Linked DNA regions of Sus scrofa: regions 2 and 3 are each linked to region 1. The links are chromatin contacts, called in public HiChIP or PLAC-seq maps. All regions are on one chromosome and are shown on one strand. The core of a region is the stretch at or near the end of the contact, and the rest is flanking DNA. Distances in the headings are between cores, read along the strand shown. Region 1 holds the start of CTSK (cathepsin K). Region 2 holds the start of ANXA9 (annexin A9). Region 3 holds the start of ECM1 (extracellular matrix protein 1).

Region 1 (4,586 bases), core at 1,883-4,382:
TTTTTTCTTCTTGTTGGCCATTTCTGTACTGCTGGCATCTGTGCTGAGCCTTACAACAGTGGCAAAAATAATGACATGTAGCAAAGATTTTAAAACAAAATATTTTTTCCTTTTGTAAACTCTCTTGTGTTGTGTGATCTTGATTTCATCTTTATTATTCCTTCCCAGCTCATAAAAAACAAACACCCACAGCCAGTTGAGTCCATAGCATGATCTTCAGATATACAAACATAAAGCACAGCATGTCTATAATTTCAGGAATCAGAAATCATAGGGCTCTGATCACTCAGCATTCCTTGGTTGTCCTCCTGATCCTGACTCATCCTGAGTAAAATCATCAGGGACATCTGACCATGGGATGAGGGTTGGGGGATTGCCCAGGTCCTTGGGAGAGGGGGACAGTTGGGACCGGAGATCAGGAGGCACATCTAGATTCCTTCCCTCAGTATGTCCTCTCTTCTGAATTTAAAGAAATTAGGGATGGGGAGATTTAAAACTACTCAAGTCTAGACCTGGTCTCCCTCTAGGACAGTGTTTTTATTAGGAAATCTTAAAACCTGTAAGTATAAACGCGTGTTCTTGAGGGTCTGTGTATGTAACCCAGCTAGTAATGAATCTAGATTCCATGTATTATCCTTTTTCCAAAGACCCTCTTTACTCTCCACCCCCCACATATTTATGGAAGAAAACATTTGGGGATGTGGTTTGGGAATGAACTAGATTCTTATGATCTGTCACATGCCTGGGTGTTGGGGGGAGAAGCATTTGGAGACACTCATATGACTGGACCTGGATTGGGGATTTTAATAATTGAGAGAGACAAAGTTCATCAGGCATCCTACCATCAGAGTTTTAGCAACGAAGAAGTCACATGTGAATTTGTCAGTGCTTGTGTTGATTCAAGTGCTGTGATAAATAACCAGGAGTACTGTTTTTGGTTACTTTTGGAACTGGTTTCATCTGGCCTTTCTGGGCGTATCCTTCCTCAGCAAAACCGTGTTAATTTGGGAAAGCTTTTCCCTTTCCTGAAAGCAATGACAGTTTTTAACCAACTGATTACAAATGATTTTGGAGCCTGTGGCTTCCCTTACATACTCTTTTCTAGTCTTTTGTGTTCATTTCCTCATTCCTGATGTGAGGGTAATACACACATTCAAAAATTGAGGTTTAAAATTAGGAGAGAAGGATAATAATAGATGTAATCCCCAAATATTATTTATAACATATATATATACACATATATATATATATATATCATGTAATAAAAGTGAAAGATGGGAGAGACTAGGACTGTATTTGTCCCCCAAAGAGAAGGTAACCCCCAACTTGGGTAATATGTATTGAAGCCTTTTTTTTTGGTCTGATCTCAAAGGCAGACAGCAATGTGAAAGTAAATACCTAACAACTCCGCACCCTGGCCCACGTGCTCCACATTCACACAGAAACGATGCAAATCCCCTGCCTCCTTCCCTCCTCCCTAATCTCTCTTTCAGCATTTCTATCCCTACTGCCCTCCCCTATCCAAATTTTCCAGCCAGCAGCTAGAGCTGACTTCCGCAATCCTGATGGAATAAATCCAGCGCCCCTAGTCATCCGTCCACATTATCCACACTTCCCTGCCGCGACGAGCCCAGAGAACAGATCCCCATCAGCAGGTAACGTTTTCAACTTACTCTGTCTTTTAGCTTCTCATTCCTGCTAGCTCTCCATTTTTAGGAAAATTAGGAACATAGTGACTTGGGGATCAAAATGAACTTTATAGGCTTTGTGGATGAAAACTAATGCCCTTCTTAGGTCATTTCCTGGACAAATAAAATCTGTCTGGAAATCTTTAGGACTCCTTTTATGATTTGTAAATACGTATATGTGGTTGCTAGTGAAAGCAAAAAATATAGAGGATCCTTTGCCCAACCCTCAAAGAGTGGCCTCTTGGGGTTTTTGTTTGGGCCAAAGATATCAAAGGGTTAATTTACTAACAGGAAGAGAGGTTTGGGAGGTGGTAGCTCAGTACTTCCTACTCTTCAAGACATTTCAGTGCCCCTTAATACTCCAGATACTAAATGTTGTGCTGGACATTTTGTCAGTTTGCAAAGATCGCACAAAAATGGACGTAATTTGAAAATTATGCAAGCTGTGTGACTTGCTACAGACTAACTTGCGCTTAAAATGGAGGACACATAATTACAAGCCACCACAAGAAGTGAATGAAGCTAAACTTCTGAAAAGCTGTGTCTCTAATGATCATAGAACATTCCTTTTCTGTCTAACGTTCTTCTAGCAAACTTTGGTTCTGAGGTTTTTTGTCCTGTGAGGCAGATGCAGAGGGTTTTGTAGGGGTTTTGGTCGAAAAAGAAAGAAAAGCTTTCCTGCCCACAGCAGCTGGTTGAGATTAGGACAGTTTCCTGAAGAGAAAGGAGGAAGAAATACCTAAGAAGACAGAATACACCTGAGAGAGAAAAGGAAATGCTGTCAAAATTTCCCTTGTCCTCTCCTGGTAAGATCAGAAGCATCAGAATTTAGGCAAAGAACAAAAGAATGCCTAGAAATGATCAGGAAGCAAAAACTTAGCTGGAAATCTCTCCTTTGTGTATATTCTCCAACCCATTCATCCCATCCTGCATTTGTTTTTTCCATCTCCTTCAAGTCTGCATGGACATTGGAGCAGTTTTTGTGCTCATCCTGATTGTCCATTTTCTAAACCTTTTCTGGTTGTCTGTGCAAGTGTGTGTGTGTGGAATCTTCCTAGGTCAAAGTACTTGGAACCAGAGGTATCAGCACTCCATCCAAACCCAGACCCTTCCTATCACTGTTTGTTTTATCATATGGAAATCACCCTCAATTTTTCTGCTTTCCTTACAAAGCCTAGTTTTCTTCTGCCTCATGTTTCAGAGAAAGGGGTTTTTAACTTTGGGTTCATAAACTCCCCAGAATTATTGTGTGTGCATTCATTTTTCTGGTGAGAGGGACTACAGTGGGTTGCAAATTTTTGTTAGCTTCTCATGGAAGTCTGTGACCTAAAGATTAAGAATTACTGGTCTGAGAATATGGTTCCAGCTATTTCCTCATTCCCAAGCCAGGTTAGGAACCCCTTGGCAAATAGAAGTGTCTCCCCTAATTATCTCCTTCCCCCAGGATGTGGGGGCTCAAGGTTGTACTACTGCTGCCTGTGATGAGCTCTGCTCTATACCCTGAGGAGATACTGGATACCCAGTGGGAGCTATGGAAGAAGACCTACAGGAAGCAGTATAACAGCAAGGTGCCTGGGAACCTGGAGGGGAACATGGTGGGAGGGCTGGAACCTGAGACCTCCAATCCTAGGTTCCAGACTCCCTTCCTCAACCCAATACCTTAATTACCTCAAGCAAATCTGCCCCTGTTCCCTGACTATTAACATACACTTTTCTCTTTTTGGCCACACCTGTGGCATGTGGAAGTCCTGTGGGCCAGGGATTGAAACTGTATCATGGCAGTGACAATGCTGGATCCTTAACCACTAGGCCACCAGGGAACTCCTTAACATATACTTTCCATTCCTAATCCTCTATTCACCCTCCATCAAGTCTTACCCTTCCTTTTCTTTATAACTGCCTTATATTTCTCTTTCGGGAAGGCTTCTCAGATTAATGCGATTAATCCGTAAGCAGTTTTTTTTTTTTTCTATACATCTCTCTAGAGGTTTGTATCCTATTATTTGCATTTGTTTACGTATTTCTCTTTGTATGCTCTCAATCCCATGATTATTTCCCCAACTAGATTGTAAACTTCTGTGATTTTAAATTTAATCTCTTCTCCTAAAAACCTGCATGGTATTAGGTATGTAACTTTCTACACAGGATACAGTCTATGCCAATACTGACAATGCTCTGTGTAGGTGGATGAAATCTCTCGGCGTTTAATTTGGGAAAAAAACCTGAAGCATATTTCCATCCATAATCTTGAGGCCTCTCTTGGGGTTCATACGTATGAACTGGCCATGAACCACTTGGGCGATATGGTGAGTTGAGCCTCAGCTCCTGGTCTATCTGCCCTGTTTGCCTTGGTTCCTTTCTTATGCCTGGCTTCTTTCTTCTTTGTACCAGACCAGTGAAGAAGTGGTTCAGAAGATGACTGGACTCAAAGTACCCCCCTCTCATTCCCGCAGTAATGACACCCTTTATATCCCAGACTGGGAAGGCAGAACCCCAGACTCTATTGATTATCGGAAGAAAGGATATGTTACTCCTGTCAAAAACCAGGTACCCTCTTTTTTCTTGGGTGTGAGTATATAAGCTGGCATGACTGCTTCCTTTTTCTGTTTCTTTATCTTAAGGTAGGAGGACACCAGGAGAGAGGGCAAAGAATTAATTTACCTCTTCCCCTGCTAAGAGAATAAATAAAGCCTATTCTGTTATTTAACTCATCAGCATTTTTTTTTTTTTTGGCTGTCCTGTGACATGTGGAGGTCCCTGGCCAGAGATCAGACCTGACCTGAGCCGCAGCTGCAGCAATGCCAGATCCTTAACCTACTGTGCCTGGCCTGGGATTGAACCTGCATCCCAGGGTTCCCAAGATGCCACAGATCCTGTTGCTCCACAGCAGGAACACCT
Region 2 (4,490 bases), core at 206-2,705, 150 kb before region 1:
TCTCCTGACTGGTTTCTTTTTTCTTTCCTTTGTCTTTTTTAGGGCCGCACCCGTGGCATATGGAGGTTCCCAGGCTAGGGGTCGAATTGGAGCTGTAGCCGCCAGACTACACCACAGCCATAGCAACGCGGGATCTGAGCCGTGTCTGCGACCTACACCACAGCTCACAGCAACGCCAGATCCTTAATCCACTGAGAGAGGCCAGGGATCGAACCTGCGTGCTCATGGATACTGGTTGGGTTCATTAACCGCTGAACCAGGACGGGAAGTCCCCTGACTGGTTTCTAAGGGTAGATGCCCGAGTGCGGAGGGAAAGGCGCTCACCTTGGCCTGCAATGGCCCTCAGCAGCCTCTGCACATCCTTGTCCACGCTGAAGCTCAGAAAGGTCCTGAGGGTGCCGAGGGTGCCCAGGGTTCCCCAAGCTGCAGTCTGTAAGACCATGGTAGGGGGTGCCAGCATCTGCCCGTGCCCCTCCCCAGTGCCGCGGCCAGGCCCTTGGCACAGCCTTGAGGTGGGCTCTCCTTTTCCTGTTCCCCATCCCCCACTCCCCCAGCCCCTGGGTTGATTTAACAACAACCACAACAACAAAATTCCTACCATTCCAGAAGCCCCTACCTTGTCAGCAAGGCCCAGGTGGTTGAGGATCTCTTCAGTCAGGGACGCTCCTGTCTTCCCACTGGTCACAGACATGGTGCGTCTGGCTGCCCTGAGGGACACAGAAGCCAGTTCAGGGGGACATCCCAATCCTCCCGGGACTCTTTATGCATCCCCCCCGCCCAAGTCCCAGAGTCTTTGCCTGTTCCTTTCCCTTGTTGCAGAAAAAAGAACAACCTGCTGGGCAGTTTTGAGAGGCCAAGAGGAGGGAAAGAGGGGAGCCCCCACCTTCCCCCTGACTCACCGTCCTTTAGGAAGCAAGGCTTGATCAGGGATGCTGCTAGAACTAGGACCAAACAAACCCTCCCGGACTCTAGGGTGGATCCCAAGGCTCCCCAACTGTCGGTCTAAGGTGGATGACCCCTTTCTGAGGTCCACGTCCCTTCCTTGTATGGCCTGGCTGGGTGCTCCTGGCGCTGTGTTGTTGGGGAGGTGAGGCGAGGTGGCAAGACTAAGTATGTGGGATGGGAGATAACAGCCCCTTCCCCCACCTCAGCCCAGCCTACAAGTAAGGCCGGCCACCTGCCCACAGGGCTGTCTGCCTTTCACCCTCAGGGTCTCTGGCTGGGATGTTTAGGTCAGTAGGTGCAGTCTCTGTGCAGATGTGATTATGTGTTCTTGTGGGTCCATGGGTGCCTGGAGAGGCAAGCAGACACTCATGTTGGAAAAGGAGAACTCCCTTCTTCCTCCCCCAAGAGAGCCCCAAGTCCCCCCTAACCCTCTAGCCTGAGAGCCCAGGTCCAGTGCTTACCCAGAGGTGCTGGGGGCGCGGTGTGCCTGATGTGGGCACCAGCTCCTGTGTGGCCTGGTGTCAGAGAGGGGGGCGTGTGCAGCCCAAGCTGAATACCAGTCAGATGACCTCTCCAGCAGACCAGCCAGGCTGTCCTCTCAGGTTCTGGCCCCTCCCAAGTGTGGGAGAGGACCAGGCTGTACCGGGTCCCGTGTGCAAACACCTCCCTTCCCACAGCTCTCCTCTCAGGAACTGGGCCTCAACCCCTCTGAGAGAACTCTGCTGGCCTCTCAGCAGCTCAGCCCTGGACACAGGAGCCTTTTGTGCATTGCTTTCCGTGCGGGGCCAGGTGGGACCACAGAAGCCGAGTCTCTAAGTCCAGCTTCTGACCTGGCTCTGCCTCTGACTCCAGCTCCCTGGGGGGCAGGTCAGACAAGCTCCAGGCTGATTTGGAGGCTGATAGAGAAAAACCTGTTGGGCCACATACCAGGAGGGCACCCCAGCCTGCACCCCAGAGGAGGGGTCCCAACCCGGGAAACTCCCTGGACTACACTGCCTTATTAGAGCAGTAGTGAGTGGGAGTAAGTGGGAGGGAGCAGCAGAGTGGGCAGGGCGAGGGGGTGTGTGTATATCTCTGGGGAGGGAAGGGCACAGGTATCCCGGGGGGGTGGGAGCAGATCAGCAGAGTCAAGGGGGGAAAATGCAAAGGGTGTTCCCTGTGGACAGAAGCACCCTGCTCCCAAAGGCAGCAGGGATATGAAAGAGGCTCCCTAGGTCCCTGGGTCTTAGATTCCTTCTGTTGCCTTTTGGCTGCCAGGGCTGTTTTAGCGGCAGGTGATGCAACCCCAGCAGCTGGGCTGGAGGCTGTTGGTGCACAGAGCAGCAGGTGAACAGTCTTGGGGAGCCTCAGGGGCCCCGAGCAGATGATTAGTCAAATTGCACAGCAGGCTCCCTAGGGTCTGGGAGCCGTCTCCTTCCGGCCGCCCTAGACAGATCAGGCAAGGGCTGGACACAGAAGCTAGAGGGCTGTCTCCATGCCTCTGTCACTCTTCCACTCTGGGAAAGTCATCACTGGTTTTCCTGTATCCCTGAGGAGGGACCTGCAGCTCTTCCTCAGAGAAGCCTGGCCTAAGGAGATGCTACGAAGGGAGATTTCCATGGTGGCAATCACTGCTCCTCACTTTTCTCTCCCGTTAAAGTAGAAAACAGTTGAACAGAGGTCACCACAAAATATTCATGAGGGATTGAATATTGTGAAATTAAAATATCTGAAGATGAAAAAAAAAAAAAGTAGAAAACAGGCTGTTGGGTGGAGTCAGGGACCCAGGATGTCTGCCTCCAGTCAGAGTTCGCGTGGGCTGTGTCGGCTGCATCGTCTGCCAGCCTTTGTGACCTGAGAGAGCTACAGCCACCCTCCACCTCCCCAGGAGACCCTCCGAGACCAGCAGGCCCTTCTTTGAAAGCCCAGACCAGAACTGTGACTCTCTGCTCCTGATGGATGCGTCCTTATCACCCGGCTCCTGGGCAGTGAAGGCATCTAAACCTGTGATTCCCGGATCCCCGAGGCTTGTTCTGCTGAGCCTCCCTTCTGTGAAGTGGGAGAGCATCACGGCCACATGCAACACACCTCTTTGAGGCTGAGAGTCCTGAATAAATCTTTTTGAACAAGGAAATATGATAATAAAAGAACATTTCCTGATGGCCATCATTAATAAAATGCTGGAGAGGGTGTGGAGAAAAGGGAACCTCCTACACTGTTGGTGGGAAAGTAAATTGGTACAACCACTACGGAAAACAGTATGGAGGTTCCTCAGAAAACTAAAAATAGAAATACCATATGATCCAGCAATCCCACTCCCGGGCATATACATGGACAAAACTTTCATTCAAAAAGATACTTGTACCCTTATGTTCATAGTGGCACTATTCACAATAGCCAAGACATGCAAACAACCTAAACGTCCAGTTGAATGGATTAAGAAGACGTGGTACATATATACAATGCAAGGCTACTCAGCCATAAAAAAAAAAATGCCATTTGCAGCAACACGGATGCAAAAAGAGATTCTCATATGAAGTGAAGTAAATCAGAAAGAGAAGTATAGGAGTTCCTATTATGGTGCAGTGGAAACAAATCCGACTAGGAACGATGAGGTTGAGGGTTAGATCCCTGGCCTCAGTCAGTGGGTTGAGAATCTGGCATTGCTGTGGCTGTGGTGTAGGCCGGCAGCTGTAGCTCCAATTTGACCCCTAGCCTGGGAACCTCCATATGCCAAGGGTGCAGCCCTAAAATATCAAAAAAAAAAAAAAAAAAGAAAGTCACAGATATGGAGAACTTGTGGTTGCCAAGGGGGAGAGGGGAGGGAATGGGATGGAGGCTTTGGGCTTACTAGATGTAAACCATTACATTTAGAATGGATAAACAATAAGGACCTACTGTATAGCACAGGGAAATATATCCAATCTCCTAGGGTAGACCATGATGGAAAATAATTTATTTTTTAAAAAGAAGGTATAAAGATGTATAACTGAGTCACTCTGCTGTACAGCATAAATTGGTACAGCATTGTAAATCAACTACACTCTAATTTTATTTTTTTGTCTTTTTGCCATTTTCTTGGGCTGCTCCCATGGCATATGGAGCTTCCCAGGCTGGGGGTTGAATCGGAGCTGTAGCCGCTGGCCTACGCCAGAGCCACAGCAACGCGGGATCCGAGCCGCATCTGTGACCTACACCACAGCTCACGGCAACACTGGACCCTTAACCCACTGAGCAAGGCCAGGGATCCTGCAGTGTAGGTTGCAACTGTGGCACGGGTCTGATCCTTGGCCTAAAACTCCATATGAGAAAAACAAACAAACAAACAAACAAACAAATCAGAGTTCCCTTCGTGGCTCAGCAGTTCACAAACCCAACTAAGATCCATGAGGATGCGGATTCGATCCTGGCCTTGCTCAGTGGGTTAAAGATCCGGTGTTGCCCTGAGCTGTGGTGTAGGTCACAGATGTGGCTTGGATCTGGTGTAGCTGTGGCTGTGGTGTATGCCGGCAGCTATAACTCCAATTCAACCCCTAGCCTGGGAACTTCCTAGCCTGGGAACTTCC
Region 3 (4,315 bases), core at 262-2,761, 240 kb after region 1:
CTTTGGACCTGTTATTTTCTCGTCAATCAGGCGAAGCTTAAAAGGGTTATCCTAGGAGAAAGGAAGAGTGAAGACAGGTCTTTATGTCCATAAAGATGTCCTGGGAGAGAGCCGCTCCTTCTCACGCTTCTAGATGATCCTCCTAAACCTGTGTATCTCCTTCCCACCTTGAAGAGCTGGCGAAGCTGATCCCGGGAAGCCTCTAGTCTCCGGAAAGGTTGAGCAGCAGCTGCAAGTTCCTGGCAAATCTGCTCCAAAACAGGCAGCTCTGAGCCCCGGACTGTCCTAGAAAGGTAAGAGTTAGTTGGCTTCTATCCTCGAAGGAGCATCACCTGGGTGAAATCTTGCCCTCCAGAAACATCTAAAATTATTGGCAAAGACCAAAAAACTAGGGAAAACATAAACAAGAAGTCAGGTACAAATTTACAACTAGAGTGAAACCTCTATGAAATTATACGCTGAGTGCAGGCAATCTGGACAAACAAAATTAGAAGAATAGTATTGAAGGACAAAGTAAAAGTTGAATACTTCACAAAGGTTAGAGAAGGTAGTTCCAAGCAGATTTAGAAAAGGAAGGACGTGAACTAAAGGTGAAGGTGGTACCAAGGTCAGAGTTGAGGCATGGAGGGACCCTCCCCTCAACTTTCTTTCTCCTCCAAATTAAACATGCCTGAGCACCCAAAAAAGGGCCTCAGAAACCACCCAGAAAAGGACCTCAGTGAATGGTACAAACTTGTAGCTATAAGATGAATAAGGTCTGAGGAACTAATGTATAGCATGGTGACTATGGTTGATAAATTTTGTATTGTACAACTGAAACTGGCTAAGAGTAGATTGTCAGCACTGTCACACACACAGAAAAGCATGTGATAGGAGTTCCCATCGTGGCTCAGTGGTTAACAAATCTGACTAAACCGTGAGGTTGCGGGTTCGATCCTTGGCCTTGCTCAGTGGGTTAAGCTTGCGGCGTTGCCATGAGCTGTGCTGTAGGTTGCAGATGCAGCTCAGATCCCGTGTTGCTGTGGCTGTGGCTGTGGCTAGCGGCTACAGGTCCGATTAGAACCCTAGCCTGGGAACCTCCATATGGCGTGGATGCGGCCCTGGAAAAGACCAAAAAAAAAAAAAAAAAAAAAGCATGTGATAATTAACTCGATTGTGGGAATCCTTTCACAATGTGTACACAGATCAAATCCTCACATGAACGCTTTTTTTTTTTTTTAACTTTTTATATAATGATTTTTATTCTTTTCATTATAGCTAGTTTACAGTGAACACTTTAAATATATAATTTTGTCAATTATATCTCAAAAAAAAAAAAAAAACCCAGAAAATAAAATATGGTGAAATCTCTAAAAAAGAAATCATTCTCCTTCCTTGCACTACTCACCGTTCCTTGCCCAGGAAGAAATCATGGTAGAAGCCACATTCCGTACTTGGACCTTGGCAGAGGACAGCACCTAGGAATTGTTCAGCTGCTGCCCCCAGGACATGGGTGCTGGAGTGCCAGAATACCTGGGTTCACAAGTAAGAAGTTCATAATTTCATAACCTTCTCCTTTAGCCCCTAGCTCTCTGATCCTCTCCTCAGAGAAGCTGGTGTGAAACCAGCATGAATAACTACCACAATATGGGGAACGTGACCTTGAGGGTAACCAGTAAATATAAAAAGTAAACAACAAACAACCTGACCAGAAAAGAAGGCAGCCAGAAGAAGCAGTGCACAGAAGAGAGTAAGCCCCACTCCTCGGTGCTTCCTGGTTCCAGAGCATAGTGGGAGGCTAGTGTCAGTCTTCATGCCCTCCAAGCTGACATGAACAAGGAAAGGAGGCCAGGTAGTGTGCTCATTTGTGGAAGCCACATTAAAACTAAATATATGCATAACAAGGACCTACTGTATAGCACAGGGAACTCAATATTCTGTAATAACCTATATGGGAAAAGAATCTGAAAAAGAATTGATATTTGTACATGCATAACTGAATCACTCTACTGTATACCTGAAACACAACACTTTAAATCAACCCTGCTCCAGTATAAAACAAAAATTTAAAAAAGAACTCAATATATGCTACAAGATGACAACTTACAATGCTTGTCTCAAGAGTTGGGCTAAATTGGCATATTATCATTCTGTATTCAACATAACACCTCTCCCTTTCACTAACACAAATAATCACTGCTTAACAGACCCAGGCTAACTAAAAACTTTCATCCTAGGTTTCCAGCTTAGCCAGGAGTCAAGACAAGCAATATGGAGTTCCCGTCATGGCTCAGTGGTTAACAAACCCAACTAGTATCCATGAGGACACGGGTTCAATCCTTGGCCTTGCTCAGCGGGTTAAGGATCTGGTTTGCCATGAGCTGTGATGTAGGTCGCAGGTGCAGCTCAGATCCAGTGTTGCTGTGGCTGTGGCGTAGGCTGGCTGCTACAGCTCCGATTTGACCCCTAGCCTGGGAACCACCATATGCCTCCAGCGCAGCCCTAAAAAGACAAAAAAAAAAAAAAAAAAAAAAAATCAAAAAAGATAAGCAGTCCATGGTAGGCCTCCCTCTCAACTGAAAATGGAGAAACTGAGGCAAAAAAAAAAAAATGCTAGAAATTCCCACTTAAACATCTCTTAGCAGCCCCTATATCCCAATAAGGAAGAAACGTACTGCTTTCCCCTCTGCAGAATCGAATGTCAGAAATCTGAGGTCAGAATCTTTTTCCAAGGGCCGTTCCAGATCATAAGGTTCTCCATTCACTACAGCAGCTACTGCAGTATCTGCCAGTTTTGAACTTCAACAGTGGGGGTGAGGATAAAAAAAGACAAGGTTACAAGCTACAGAGGAAGACAGGAACTAATCCTTAGCAACTCTAAACTTGCGAAGGGGAAATGTATTACCAGAACACTGGAATCTTTTCTTTTTTTTTCCCCTCAATGCATAATAGAGAAAGGTCAGAGACCATAAAACTAATGCAGATAAAAAGGAATATGCAGGAAAGGCTATCTTGATGGGGATGGAATAAACATGCAGAGTTCTTTCCCTGCTCAAGTAAACAAAGTACAGAGGTAGGTTTACCCGGTAGGTATAGAAGGCCTGGTACCTGATCTGCTGAGCTAGTTGGTAAGGGGTTGTGTTCCATGCCACAGCATCCACTTTCCTGCCTCCAGGAAGCGATACCTTAATAGCCCGGTGTTCCTTCTGCGCCATGCTTGCTAACTTCTTTACCTGGGCGGTCCATAGCTCCTCAAAAAAGCCAAGCCGCTCTACCAACCAGTGTGGAGGAGTGGGCACAGCTGCCTGGAGGAAAAGATGTTAGGAGGTAACACAGGTCCCAAAATTCCTTATTGAGCTTGGGGGTAGTGGGAAGTGAGAACATTTAAGTGGCCATGATCTTAAATCCCAGTCTTTAAAAAAAGAATGGGAGGTATAAGGCCCTAGGCTGGGAGTGCTACATTCCCCAGACGGCTACCCTAGGAAAAAGATGGCGTACCTAAGGGCTACGGTAGCCGGGTCCCGAACGTAGGGCGGGAGTAGGGGGTGTCAGATGGGGTTGAGAGCCTATACTTTGGGCTTCAGCTGCGCTAGGTCCGATGTGTTTCGGAACTTTTGGGTACCTCACGCACCGTGTGCAGCCCGCAGGCTTGTAACCCTGGGAGCCGAAGTCGCCGCCACCTCCGATACAGCCCCATGTTCCTTCAGACCCGTCACACAGCCTCAAATAAATGATCGCTCCTTCTCTTTTGTCGGATTCTTCATTGGCTGCTGGCCCAACAATACCCATGCCTATTGGTTGTTATAGCTGTCACTCCAGTCTGGCCCCACCTCCAGGAACTCCGAAGCGGTATACCCCACACAGCACAAGCAGCGGTGTGGGTGGTTCCGGGTGACCGGAAGACCTAAGCTGATGCACACAGGGAATTCCAGTACCTGCAGAGTTTCAGACCAAAGTAGCAGTAAGATATGCTGCGGCTTTAAGGACAGAAGCAGGGAAACTTAGAGAGTGGGAGAAAAACGGACCAGAAGGGGTTGTTATTTCCTTTTAACTCTAAGTTTTCTTTTACACAGGCTTCACCGGGATGTGAAGTGAAGGAAACAGGTAAGAGCATAAATCTGGAATGAGACAGACCTGGTATAAATCCTGGATCACTGCGTAATTTGGGGTAAATTAATTCCTTTTAAACTTCAATTTTCTCATCTGTAAAATGAGAATAATAATATCATTCTGGTAGTTCTCATGTGGCTTAACGAGTTAAGGATCCGGCAGTGGCCCGGGTTGGATCCCTGGTCTGGTAACTTCCACATGCCTCCGTGTGCAGCCAAAACAAACA

What was found. HiChIP or PLAC-seq counts read pairs in DNA pulled down with a chosen protein or histone mark.
Region 2: an H3K27ac HiChIP or PLAC-seq map of alveolar macrophages shows a contact between it and region 1, with 2.4 times the contacts expected there. The contact joins the promoter of ANXA9 here to the promoter of CTSK in region 1. A contact is called at or near these places in 1 of 5 promoter capture datasets (liver) and 1 of 2 datasets of contacts at active chromatin or transcription factors (alveolar macrophages).
Region 3: an H3K27ac HiChIP or PLAC-seq map of alveolar macrophages shows a contact between it and region 1. The contact joins the promoter of ECM1 here to the promoter of CTSK in region 1. A contact is called at or near these places in 1 of 5 promoter capture datasets (fetal skeletal muscle) and 1 of 2 datasets of contacts at active chromatin or transcription factors (alveolar macrophages).

The regions. Positions count from the first base shown.
Region 1 is chr4:98,389,894-98,394,479 of Sscrofa11.1, forward strand. CTSK (cathepsin K) reads left to right here and starts at 3,133. Exons shown (of 7, transcript NM_214302.1): 1 at 3,133-3,256; 2 at 3,872-3,994; 3 at 4,080-4,235. The coding sequence starts at 3,134. It also overlaps a transcript of ARNT not described here.
Region 2 is chr4:98,240,788-98,245,277 of Sscrofa11.1, forward strand. ANXA9 (annexin A9) reads right to left here and starts at 1,456. Exons shown (of 14, transcript NM_001243348.1): 1 at 1,407-1,456; 2 at 1,178-1,291; 3 at 617-707; 4 at 325-430. The coding sequence starts at 691.
Region 3 is chr4:98,631,570-98,635,884 of Sscrofa11.1, forward strand. ECM1 (extracellular matrix protein 1) reads right to left here and starts at 1,512. Exons shown (of 23, transcript XM_021089909.1): 1 at 1,388-1,512; 2 at 168-285; 3 at 1-51. It overlaps TARS2 (threonine--tRNA ligase, mitochondrial), which reads right to left and starts at 3,749. Exons shown (of 18, transcript XM_003355197.4): 1 at 3,611-3,749; 2 at 3,088-3,284; 3 at 2,655-2,778; 4 at 1,388-1,512; 5 at 168-285; 6 at 1-51. The coding sequence starts at 3,676.